3 separate regions of the Sus scrofa genome follow, and regions 2 and 3 are each linked to region 1. A link is a contact called in public Hi-C and targeted proximity ligation data. All regions are on one chromosome and are shown on one strand. The core of a region is the stretch at or near the end of the contact, and the rest is flanking DNA. Distances in the headings are between cores, read along the strand shown. Region 1 has its middle 190 kb from the start of NUDT4. Region 2 overlaps UBE2N (ubiquitin-conjugating enzyme E2 N). Region 3 has its middle 83 kb from the start of EEA1.

Region 1 (4,256 bases), core at 778-3,277:
TGAGAGTTGCAGCTTCCGGTCTACGCCACAGCAATGCGGGATCCAAGCCATGTCTGCAACTTAGATCACAGCTCATGGCAAGGCCGAATGCTTAACCCACGAGCCAGGACAGGGATCGAACCTGCATCCTCATGGATACTACTCAGGTTCATTACTCCTGAGCCACAGTGGGAACTCTGAAAACAGGATTTTGTTGGGTCTTGAATAACATCTTGAGCACATGGAGTAGAAGACCCTTCTCGAGAGCCCATAGTGCCCCAGAGGTTGAGCCTTGTGAGCTGGGAAGCTGGCATCCCACTCTTACTCTGCTTTATAAGGCATACTTGGTTAAGTAAGTGCTAGCGATCCCAAATATGCTGTTAGACTAGAGTGCTTTCCTTTCATGAAAAATGAAAAACAACTGGCTCAAGCTCTACCTTTATTGGTAAAATTTCCCTTCTAACTTTCTAGAAATACATCAGTCACTTTATTAAATTTGAACAATTTTAGAATAAGGACGCATTTGTACTGAGCTTTTTAAACTGAGTATGCTCTGACATAGTATTTTTATTCATTTGTTTTTTTCATTTTTTCTTCCAGTTTTATTGAGATATGATTGACATACAGCACAGCATAATGATTTAAGTTATAGACATCAGGAAGTGATTATCACAGTAAGTTTAGTGAACATTCACCTCATGTAGATACAAAATAGAAGAAATTTTTTGCTTGTGCTGAGAACTCAGGATTTGCTCTAATGACTTTCATATATAACATACAGCAGTATTAACATTAATAATGTTATGGAGTTCCCGTCGTGACGCAGCGGAAATGAATCTGACTAAGGACCATGAGGTTGTGGGTTCGATCCCTGGCCTCGCTCAGCCAGTTAAGGATCTGGCATTGCTGTGAGCTGCGATGTAGGTCACAGACGAGGCTCGGATCTGGTGTTGCTGTGGCTCTGGTGTAAGCCTGCAGCTGTAGCTCTGATTGGACCCCTAGCCTGGGAACTTCCATATGCCGCAGGTATGGCTCTAAAAAGCAAAAAAAAAAAAAAAAAAAAAAAAAAAAAAAAGAAGAAAGAAAAAAGAATTTTGGAGTTCCCGTTGTGGTACAGTGGCTAACGAATCCGACTAGGAACCATGAGGTTGTGGGTTCGATCCCTGGCCTCGCTCAGCGGGTTAAGGATCTGGCATTGCTGTGAGCTGTGGTGTAGGTTGCAGACACGGCTGGGATCCCGCATTGCTGTGGCTGTGGCTGTGGCTGGCGGCTACTGCTCTGATTAGACCCCTAGCCTGGGAATCTTCATATGCCGTGGGAGTGGCCCTAGAAAAGGCAAAAAGACCAAAAAAAAAAAAATAATAATAATGTTAGACATTACATCCTTAATACATATTTTATTCTATCAATTAAATTTAATTCAGCAATTATATATTACTTTTAAGAAGGCATCTAAGAAGGGAGGGATCTCATTTTGTGAAAAGGAAGCTGTAGAAAGGTTTAACTGAGGTGACACTTCAAGTTGGAGGCTGAGCTGAGGCTGGAATTTTCTTTCTTTAACTGAGGGCTATCTTTTTTTTCTTCCTCTGAACCTTTTTAGGTAAACAAGTTCCCAGAGACCCCTTCATCTCTCAGCCTTTTCCCCCGCTGACATATTAGCAGAGCCCAGACCTGTGTGTCTGTGTTCTCTAGCACCTTTGCCTTCCGTTGGGAGCTTGATGGCCCTCTACCAACGACAGACAAGAAGAAATGGAAATTATTCATTCTAGAACAGCAGATCTTCTGCTATATAGATTAGCTCTTTTATTGGACAAATACTGGCATATCAGATCTATAGGATTCTTGTGGTTGTTTAATGGAATTTATTGAAACAAACTCAGCAAAGCAGTATTCCATGAATGATCATGCCTCAGGAAAGGTCTGTGCTTAAACCTCACTATTAAACAGAATTCAATAAAAGGCCCCCTTGCCTAAGGCCCCCCACCCCTTGCCCTGCAGACGCTTCCCAGCTTGAGGGAAAGTTGGCAGGGCTCCATTTTGCTAATCTATCTCTGGACACAGCTTTTCCTCAGCCTCTGACATGGGTTAATTCTGAGTTGTAATCCAGCCTGTCTTCCGTGGGTCCCTGCGGAAATTTGAAGACGGAATGCAACTTGTTTTATTGAACTGAAAACCAAGTGGCCCATGTTTGGCTAAGAGCAAAAAAAAAAGAAAGCTCATGAGAAGAAGCAAAATGAAACACACGCAGGCTCTTTCACATGGGCAGGCAGGGTATGGGAGGACGGTGGGAGGAGGTGGGAAGTGTACAGGAGGCAGCTGAGTTTATTTTTAACACCAAGTTAAAGGCATACTCTATGTTCTTCCCTTTTAAAAATAGTCTTTTAACCTCTTGAAGCGTTTTGACTATTCTGCCTGTGGGGTAATACCCCCTCTGTGGCTGGCAACTCCCACTGGATCTTTTCCCATTAGGAGCGTCCTGGCCAAGTACTTAGAAGGATGGAAAAACCCCAGAATTTTTCTTCTGAGAACTCCTGATCAGCATATGCATACAGCTCCTGTGTGCAGAGAGGCTTATAAACCCTGGCTGCTTCTTTGGACCTTGAGCTTTACAGCATTTTCCAAAGCTTGATGGTTTGGAGAAATGTCCTCTTTTTAAAACAGTCTGGGTTAGTAAAATGGTGGAGATAGTCTTTTTGAAGTCCATTGCAATAATTTATTCATTGAGCTTATGAATGATACAACACACATAAATACACATTTATATCCATGAAATTAGAATAAGTATGAATAATATAATAATAACTGATCTCTAACACTTAATGGAGGGCTTACTCTATGCCAGGCACTGTTTCATATATATTTAATGTTTTAAACAATTCTCTCCATAATATCATCCCATTTTACAGTTGAAACAACTTGGGCTCAGGGCCATTAAGTAACTTGTGAAGATTGTAAAGTCAGTGAGTGATTTAAAGGGAAGGAATTCAAACTCAGGCCATCAGGCAGTTCAAGTCCATTGCTAGCCCATTTATTGAGTCCATGATTGAAAAAGGAGCACATACCTTAAGACCCTTTTGATTCCATCTGTTGGGAAGTTATCAAATGTACTGATTTGATTAGAACATTTTATTGCATTTGCAAGATAGTTGTCATAAGAAAAAGCTAAATCCACAATGCTGACAATGTGAAGGGGACCCCCTCCGATGTGATCGTTTTGTGCAGTGCATAACCTGCGCAAAGATACACGGGTGGCCCTATGTACACACACACAGCACACACATGGGTACTTTTGCAGACATGGCAGTTTTATGAAGGAAAAAACCAGACTGCTGTAGTTTAAAAGGAGAGGGGAACCTAGTTTTCAGAGGTAAACAGACTGATCTGATGTTGGCAACAGCTCTTTCTACATGCCTCAGTTTTATATCAAATCTTATATGAATCTCTGGAAATTGTTGTATTTGTACACAGTACAAAAGTGCCCTACTTTCACTTGTCTTTTCTCCTCCTCTGGGGAAATAAACATTTAATTCACATTGGAACAGTGTGGCCTACGTATATACATTCATATATATGTGTTAAGGTGGAGGCGGGGAGGAAAAATAAATAGAACAGTTCACAAACCTAGAAGAGTAAAATTTTATTGTGGAAGATTTCAAAAATATACTGAAGTAGATCAAAAAGCATAATGAACCCCACTTACGCGCGTGAACCTACCAGCCAGCTGTAGCAATTATCAACTAATTATCAGCTAATGACTAGTCTTGCTTCATCTATATTTCTTCTCCGCTCTTACTGAAGCAAATTTTAAATATCATTTTATCCAAAAACATTTAGTACATTTCACTGCAAGGTGTAAACTGATTTTGAAAAACAGCTGTAATTTTATCATTAAATCTCAACAGAAATAGTAATGTCCCTGATGTCATCATATATCTAATCAGTGTTCAAAATTTCAACTGTCTTCCAAACGTCCTAGATTTTCTTTTGTTTGTTGTTTTCACCTTGTGTTTGTTTTAAATGAGAATCAACTAAGTTCAAACACCACATTGGTATAAAGTCTCTGTCTCTTTAAATCGGCAAGTTCTCCCTTCATCTTTCTTTTCCACAGTCTGGATTTCGCTGACATGCTGAGATGGCATCTTCATAATGTAGTTTAACATGTTTCTCTGCAGCAGAATCATTTCTAGGAGGAGTCCAGGCATCTGAATATTCTTTTATGGTAGTTAGGTGAATATGAACCACAGCTAGGCTTGGAAAGACTAGGAAAATCTTAGTGT
Region 2 (4,256 bases), core at 1,032-3,531, 220 kb before region 1:
ATGAGCTAAAAGATCCACAATTGCAGTTTTGTGTTTAGAGAATATTCTGTTGTATTAATTTATTTATTTTGGCTGCACACGGGCACGTGGAAGTTCCCAGATCAAGGATCAAACCGTGGCATAGCAGTGACCCAAGCCACTGCAGTGACAATGCTAGATCCTTAATCCACTGCATCACAGGAGATTTTGTTTTGTTTTCTTTTTTCTTCAGAGAATATTCTGTTATGGGGAGAAAGAAAACCTAATTGCTATAGATAAAATGTGGTGGGGGTATATATAGTGAATAATAGGACAATTTTTTCTCATATGCAGATGAGAACTTTTTTTCCCCTTTGGCCACACCCATGGCAATGAAAGTTCCCAGGCCAAGCCACAGCCACAACTGCAGCAACCCTGGATCCCTAACCCACTGGGCCACATTGGGAACTCCACAAATTATCACTCTTTTTCTAAGGATACTATTTATTATCTAAAATTTTCCTGTACATAATTCATTGCCTTAAAATGTGTACAATTTACAATTTTTCATATTGCACACATTATTATTGAACCTAAAAATGGGAAAACTAGTTAACAGAGTTAGTTGACAGCATGTCAAGTGTTGTAATTTACTGTGGTGTATTTCTGGGATTTTTTTTTTTTTTTTTTTTTTTGTCTTTTTTTTGGTCTTTTTGTCTTTTGTTGTTGTTGTTGTTGTTGTTGTTGCTATCTCTTGGGCCGCTTCCGTGGCATATGGAGGTTCCCAGGCTAGGGGTTGAATCGGAGCTGTAGCCACCGGCCTACGCCAGAGCCACAGCAACGCGGGATCCGAGCCGCGTCTGCAACCTACACCACAGCTCATGGCAACGCCGGATCGTTAACCCACTGAGCAAGGGCAGGGACTGAACCCGCGACCTCATGGTTCCTAGTCGGATTCGTTAACCACTGCGCCACGACGGGAACTCCATGGGATTTTGCTCTTTTGAGTCCCAGTAGATCTGTCCTGATCAGATCAGTTTGATGTGTTTTTTAATTCCTTCTTAAAGTATTTGTAGCATGAACTGCTGTATGCATTCTGTAAGACGAGGTAGTTTCCTTGAGACCTTAATTGTGTTGCCACTTAAATTCATACTCTATTTTTATGTACATCCGTTTCTACTTTTTAGCAACCGATTTCCTAAACATAGTCTACATTACTTTCTCTTTTTTTCGTTTTTCTTTAGGGCTGCACCTCTGGCATATGGAGGTTCCCAGGCTAGGGTTTGAATCAGAGCAGGAGCTGTTGGCCTACACCACAGCCACAGCAACCCCAGATCCTTAACCCACTGATGGAAGCCAGGGATCGAACCTGTGTCCTCATGGTTACTAGTCAGATTCGTTTCTGCTAAGCCGTGATGGGAAACGTATTACCTTTTATTTTGCATGATCTGAGCTAAAATTCTACTTGGGATCCAGTCCCAGGATTGCTTTTAAACAAGTAGGGTCACAAAGTGCAACTAGATGTTAGTTTCTTTTTTTTAGGAACACTTAATAAATCTTGAGATTTGTTACTGTGCTTTGTTCTTACCCTGCATTCTCTTGTAATTGGTTACGTATGACTGTAGTCTTCTCATGTGACTTCATTTGTCAAGTCCTTTTACAGTGTTCTCTCATTTAATTTTCATAGCACCTCTGCACGAGAGGCTAACGATGTGGTTGAGGAAGCTGAGGCGCCGAGCCTTGTAAATTACCTCCTCAGAAATATAGTTAAGCCAACACTGTAGTAACTTTAGCCCAGTACTTCTAGACTTAATACATCACTGTCTACAAAAGAATAGTGTAAAGCTAGAATGTGTTGCACATTTCTCGGTGTGAGTAGTAGCAGGAAGGCTTTTATTTCCTTCCCAGTTTTTGCCTTTGTAGGGGAAAAAATTGACAACGACTTCTATGGAAGGGTTGTTCCATTTGGTTTGGGTTTTATTCTTTTTTTTCCTCCTGTAATTTATGCTATGGGTTTGTTTGGGAAATCAGTGCTCTGTAGTCAGATAATTATGCATCTATTCATTATATCCAAATCCATTAGGACTTGAGACCATGTAAAAACTATTTCAAAAAATTTTCTGTACCTAAGAGCTTATTCTACAGTGTGTTCCGATTACGCCTTATGCTTGATCAGGCCACTTGGTGTGTTTCTTCAATACGTACATTCTTTAGAAAGATTATCTGATTTGGGGAGTGAACTGAAGATGAGGAAATGAATGCCCTGTCTGTCTCTGACAGAGTGACGCTCTGAGAGTGATTTGAAGCTATTTTTGGATGTGATCTTGGAGGCCCTTCTGGCAGCTTTTTATAGCTTTGAATAGAGCTGCTACTATTTTATCTAACTAGGAGTGGTGTTTTGGGGCCCTTGGGCCCCAGCTTTCTCTCTCTCTCTGTTTTTTTTCTTTCTCCCTCCTTCTTTATGGCTTTCTAAAAATATGAGGACTTGGGATAAAACAAAAGAATGGAGGTGCGGAGTCAAAATTCAAGCAGTTTTACTTCTTTTCTCATTCATTTCCTCCTTTTGTTCATCCCGGTCTTCACTTTTCCCCTAAAGGTGAAAACCAGCCTCTTTTGTTCCAGTTACCTGTTGGAGGACTTCCCAAGATGGGAGGCTGCTTTATTGCCTCCTGAGGTCTTTAATGCTCTGGAAATGTTTTTCTTTGAATCTACAGAATATTTTGCTGAAAGTAGTTTTTAGCATTTCAGGATCTGAATTGCCCTTGCATTGCTATGATTAAAACAAAACAAAAATTAGTCTTGAGTTAAAACCATTACTAAAAACATTACTTTAAATGCCTGTGGGTTTAACGCATTTTGGGGAAGGATTAGATTTTGTAGTTCCATCTTATGATTATTTCAGTATATAATTGTGCTGACAGAGAAATTTTTTTTTTTAGTGTATACACTGCAGGCTGTAGAATGAAGTGGTGGAAGGTGTATAATTTTTCTTAAGTAAAAGCAGTGTAAATACATTATTCTCATTCATTATTTGTCATACCTAAAAGCTTAAATACAGAAGTGTTTTAGCTGTTTTTGACTATATGTATTTATTCAAAATGTTGACAATATATTGTTACTAATATGTAAAACTACACTCACTACTGTCAGTTCGTGTATTGAATATTAGCATTTTTCTGGCTAAATTTGTAAACGGAAATTAGATTATATCTTCCCATGCCTGACTGGATCCTTTTGTTTTCTATTGTGATGTCGTTCACGGAATAACCCTGTTTTAACATTAAAGATGAAATTTCTGATCGTTTATACCTTGTTCTTTGTAACATCACGTAGATGGATAATTCAGCAAGTATTTTGCAAACCTCTGTGGCGCTGGGTACTGTGCCAGACGCTGCGGCTGTAGCAGTAAATGAACGCAGGTCTCCCTTTTCCCTCCATTCTGAGCGGAGTGAGTGCCATATGCAGTGTGTTTGGAGGCCCTGGAGATGAAGTAGTGGGGGAGCAGGGATAGAAGGAGGGTGTGGGATAGGCTGGATTGGGGTCTGCATGTTGAATTGTAGAGGCTTCACTGAGAAAATAGATTTGAATGAAGACCCTCAGAGCTGAGGGTTCCAGCTCTGTGGAAAGGGAAGAGGGAACCCTTTGTAAAGCCCCTGAGGGAAGAGGATGCCTGGCAGGCTGAAGGACTACAGAGCAGTTCATCTGGCTGGAAGGTCCGGGTGGAGGTGGGAGACAGGACGAGGAAAGCTGAGCCGAAGGCCTGAGGGATAGGTGGCATGAGGGGGTCATGTGAAGCCTCTTTTTTTGGGGGGGGGAGTGGAATTATACGGTTTTTGCTTTTGAAAAGGTCTGTAGAATAGAGATGGGCATGGCAGTGGGGTGAGGAGTGCAAGGCAGAAGCGGAGAGAACAAGTTGGTTATCTCTTGCCCTTTGCCAGGGGAGAGCCCTTGGTGGCTTGGATCAGAGGTGTAGCAGTGGAGTGATGAGACGTCTGGCCAGTCATGGGTAGATTTGAAGTTCAAGCCAACAGAATGTGCTTATCAGGTTAGATGGGTGGGTTATGAAGGCAATGGTCAACCATTTGACAGGGTGGATTTCTCAGTAACTGACTTGCAGAATGCTTGGGGGGAGGGGCACTTTGAAGGTGTCAAAGATCGTGCTGAGTGGGGGGTGACTATTAGGCGTTTGAGGGGCGCTGTCCCACAGTTACGAATAGAAGAGGCACGCTTGGGGAGAAATCTGTGTCGGATATGTATTTGGGGAGGCTTGGGCACATAGGAAGTGTGTTTACTATTTC
Region 3 (4,256 bases), core at 985-3,484, 130 kb after region 1:
ATGCAACAGAGTTGAGGGTCTAGAGAGAGACCCACACTGCCCTGGTCAATTGAGTTTTGATAAAGTTAACCAAGGTAAGAAACAATCTTCAAAAAATCATGCTGGGCAGAGTTCCTGTTGTGGTGCAGGAGAAACGAATCCGGCTAGTATCCATGAGGATAGAGGTTCGATCCCTGGCCTCATTCAGTGGGTCAGGGATCCAGTGTTGCTGTGAGCTGTGGTGTGGTTTGCAGATGCAGCTCAGACCCCTGGTCGCTGTGGCTGTGGTGTAGGCCGGCAGCGTAGCTCCGATTTGACTCCTGGCCTGGGAACTTCCATATGGCGTGGGTGTGTCCCTAAAAAGCAAATAAAATAAAATAATAAAAAATTGTGCTGGGATAATTGGATATTGACTTAAGAAAGGTACCTAACCTTTTCCTCACAACATATACAAAATTTAAATTAAAATGAATCATTGGCCTAAATCTAAGAGCTAACACCATAAACCTTCTAGAAGAACTTGGGAGAAAATCTTAGTGACTTGGAATCAAGTCAAGTTTTCTTACATAGAACACGAAAAGCATGAATCATACAAGGAAAATTAGGAAGTTCATAAAGATTAAAACATTAGCTTATCACAAAACACGATTAAGAAATGAAAGGGTTTTTTTTGTTTTGTTTTGTTTCGTTTTTTGTCTTTTCTAGGGCCGCACCTGCGACATATGGAGGTTCCCAGGCTAGGGGTCCAATCGGAGCTGTAGCCACCCGCCTACACCACAGCCGCAGCAACTCCACATCTCAGCCGCGTCTGCGACGTACACCACAGCTCACGGCAACGCCAGATCCTTAACCCACTGAGCGAGGCCAGGGATCGAACCCACATCCTCATGGATACAAGTCGGATTCATTAACCACTGAGCCATGACGGGAACTCCTGTAAGGCATATATTTGACAGAGGACTTGTATCTAGACAACATAAAATTCTCATACACCTCGATCATAAGAAAACAGTCCAATGGTAAAATCAGAAAAATATTTGAATAGATACTGCACAAAGGAAAATATATAGATGGCCAAAAATCACACAAAAAGATTCTCAGCGTCATTGGTAATAAGAGAAATGCAACTTAAAACCACAACGAGATACCACTACACCCACGCTAGAATAAGATTTAAAAGACTAACAATAACAAGAGTTGGTGAGAATGGGAAGCCATTGGAAATCTCATATACTGCTGGTGGAAATGCAAAAACATACAGCCCTTTCAAAAAATGAATATGACCCAGCAATTCCACGGTTAGGTATTTACCTGTTAGGGAAACGAGAGTGTATGTCCACTGAAAGACGTACACATGCCTGTTCCTGGCGACATTCTTTCATAATGGTCCCAACCTAGAAACAATCCAAATGCCCATCACCTGATGTACAGAAAAAAAAGAAAACAATGACATACAATGGATTAGCAACAACTAAAAAGAACAGGATGCTGATGCAACACGAATGAATCTGAAAAGCATCATACTAAGGGAAAAAAATCCAGAAAAAAATCATATATGCTGTGCAGCATGATTCCATTTACATGAAATTTTAGGAAAAGCAAAACTACAGCAACAGCAGCCAGATCAGTGGTTTCCTGGGGTGTAGAGTAGGGGTGAGGATTAATTGCAAAGGGATCTGAGGAAAATTCAGGCGTGACAGAGGTGTTCTAAAACGTGATTGTGGGGGTGTTGCATGACTATACATTTGCTAAAATTCAGGCCCAGTAAAAATTGGTGAATTTGGTTCTATATAAATTAATCTCAATAAAACTATAGAAGCTATTAATTCAGGATAAATGCTTGGAATTTATAAAAAGCGGCACATTCTATTCAGCAATATGTTGGCAGTTACAGAGGAAAAGGGAGAAGTTAGTAAGCATTTCCTCTGTTTTACAGAGGAAATAGAATTTTTTGAGGTTCATCCAGGAGAAACTTCCTCTCATAATGGAACCCCCTCAGATATCCGAGGTAATATAGCACCCGGCCTGGGTTACTGTCTGGAAGCTCAGGCTGAAATGCCAGACTAGAAAGAGGTTTCTTATCACCCGCCCAGAAATCTCTGTCTGAGGCCACGGGCTGTGGCTTCCCTGCCTTATCTGGCTAGATAAGCACTCAAGGGCTTTGCCCCCCTGCTCCCGGGAGGCCTGGAGGTGAGAGGCCAGAAAGTGTGGAACAGATCCGTCTCCGGGGCCTGGGTTGGACTCACGGACAGGTAATGTGTCCCCCTAACTGTGGACTTTCTGCCACCTCCAGCCACTTGTGGCGTCTCCACGTGGAACACCACGTTGTGTGAGTCCCTTTGAGGGTTTGTTCTGTCCCTGCACGTTCTCTCCGAGGCGTAGGTGTTCCTTGTGATGCTTATTTTTTGAGGGCATCGACATCCCAAGCCGGGGAGAGCCAGGGCTCTACTGGGAGGGCACGAGGCTTCTCCGAGGACATCCTTCCAAAAGCACATGCCGCTCCGCCTCCTCCACCCCTCGGCCCGGTCCACGCTCTGGTTTCCCAATTCTCCTCCCTTCCAGGGTTCCGTGGGTGGCAGTCTGTCCCAGGAAGGACTGCTGAACAGGAGTTCTCCCTAAAACTCTCCTTATCTGAACCAACATCTGAAAAACTGGCTCCTGGCTTCCTTCCGTGTACGTAGATCCATTCATCACACATTATTAGAATCTAAAAAGACTTTATAGAAAAACCAGACCACTGCTTTCCAAAATGTCTTCCTCAGAGCTGAGAGGTATTAAGAGATGCTCAGTGGAAAAGAGAGTTTATGATCAATGCATTTAGAAAATGCCAATTATGTAAGTCAGCTATAATAAAAATTTTTAAATGTTATATCCAAAAAAAAAAAAAAAAGAAAGGAAAATGCCAATTATACAGGTTTCTAGACACTGGATACCATAAGCAGCCTCAGTGTGCTCACTTGGCTGATGAGCACTATGACTTGAGAGAGGGGTTGGAGGGGGTCGGGAGGGGATGTGAGATGCAGTGTTTGATCAGAGGGACTTCTCTCAGATTGTAGAGCAGCACTGTCATTTAGAAATACCTTGCATATCTGGAGTTACACATATCAATTTTAAATATTCTGGTCGCTAGTTTTTAAAGAAATAGGGGAGCTCCTGTTGTGGCTCAGCAGTAATGAACCCAACTAGTATCCATGAGGACCGGGGTTCAGTCCCTGGCCCCACTCATTAGGTTAAGGATCCAGCGTTATTGTGAGCTGCTGTGTAGATTGCAGACACAGTTTGGATCTGACATTGCTGTGTGTTTCTGGCAGAGGCCAGCAGCTACAGCTCCAATTCAACCCCTAGCCTGGGAATTTCCATTTGTCACAGGAGCCAAAAAAAAAAAAAAAAAGGAAATAGGTTTTGCCTAATTTTTTATATAAAGTTTTTATCTATCATTTTTTAGAGTTTGTTTTTTTTTTTTTTTTGGTGGGGGCACACCTGCAGGATATGGAGGTTATCAGGCTAGGGGTTGAATAGGAGCTGTCGCTGCCAGCCTATGCCACAGCCACAGCGCATCTGAAACTGAGCCTTGTCTCCAACCTATACCACAGCTCATGGCAACACCAGATCCTTAACCCACTGAGCGAGGCCAGAGACCGAACCCGTGTCCTCATGAATACGAGTCCGATTCGTTTCTGCTGAGCCAAGAAAGGAACTCCTAAAGATGTTTTAGGTTCACAGCAAAATTGAGCAGAAACTACTGAGAATTCCCCTCTGCCTCCTATCCCCACAGCAATCACAGCCTTCCGTAATATCCTAATTTTAATAATATTTTATTTCCCTCAATTATAAAAGTATTATGATTTCAACATTAATCAAGGTAAAACTATTAATGAGATCCTACCTTAGTTTTTACATTCTAAATTGGCTGCTTTCCAAGTGCTTGACAGCCACACCTAGCTCGTGGCTACACTCAGAGCAGAAGGGGTCAAGGGTCCCAAGAGACGTGGTTTAGGAAATGCTGATCTGGCCACACCCACCCGTACAGATAAAGCTGAAGAGCCCCGAGGTTTGAAGTGGCTTTCCTAAGTCTCAGACCCAATTAGTGTCGGAGATGAGATCAGCACACAGGTTCCTGACCTTCGCCTCACCCTCAGGGGCAGTTCTTTCCTCCACTTCGTGACTCAAACACAAATCTTCTCCTTTGTAGGAGGCAGAATTCCAACTTCCTTTCTTTGCTCTGCAATGGAACAGCCCCCTGTTCCTTCGGAAGTAAAGTGGATGGGTCTTAGTCT

What was found. Hi-C and Micro-C count contacts between places; a contact is called where the count stands out from the background.
Region 2: a targeted proximity ligation map of skeletal muscle shows a contact between it and region 1. A contact is called at or near these places in 1 of 47 Hi-C or Micro-C datasets (liver) and 1 of 2 datasets of targeted methods (skeletal muscle).
Region 3: a Hi-C map of fetal liver shows a contact between it and region 1, with 1.8 times the contacts expected there. A contact is called at or near these places in 2 of 47 Hi-C or Micro-C datasets (fetal liver and liver) and 1 of 2 datasets of targeted methods (skeletal muscle).

Annotation. Positions count from the first base shown.
Region 1 is chr5:89,914,619-89,918,874 of Sscrofa11.1, forward strand. No RefSeq gene overlaps it. Among named protein-coding and RNA genes, the nearest start is that of NUDT4, 190 kb to the left of the region's middle.
Region 2 is chr5:89,699,315-89,703,570 of Sscrofa11.1, forward strand. All of the region lies in intron 1 of UBE2N (ubiquitin-conjugating enzyme E2 N), which reads left to right. Among named protein-coding and RNA genes, the nearest start is that of NUDT4, 27 kb to the right of the region's middle.
Region 3 is chr5:90,046,992-90,051,247 of Sscrofa11.1, forward strand. No RefSeq gene overlaps it. Among named protein-coding and RNA genes, the nearest start is that of EEA1, 83 kb to the right of the region's middle.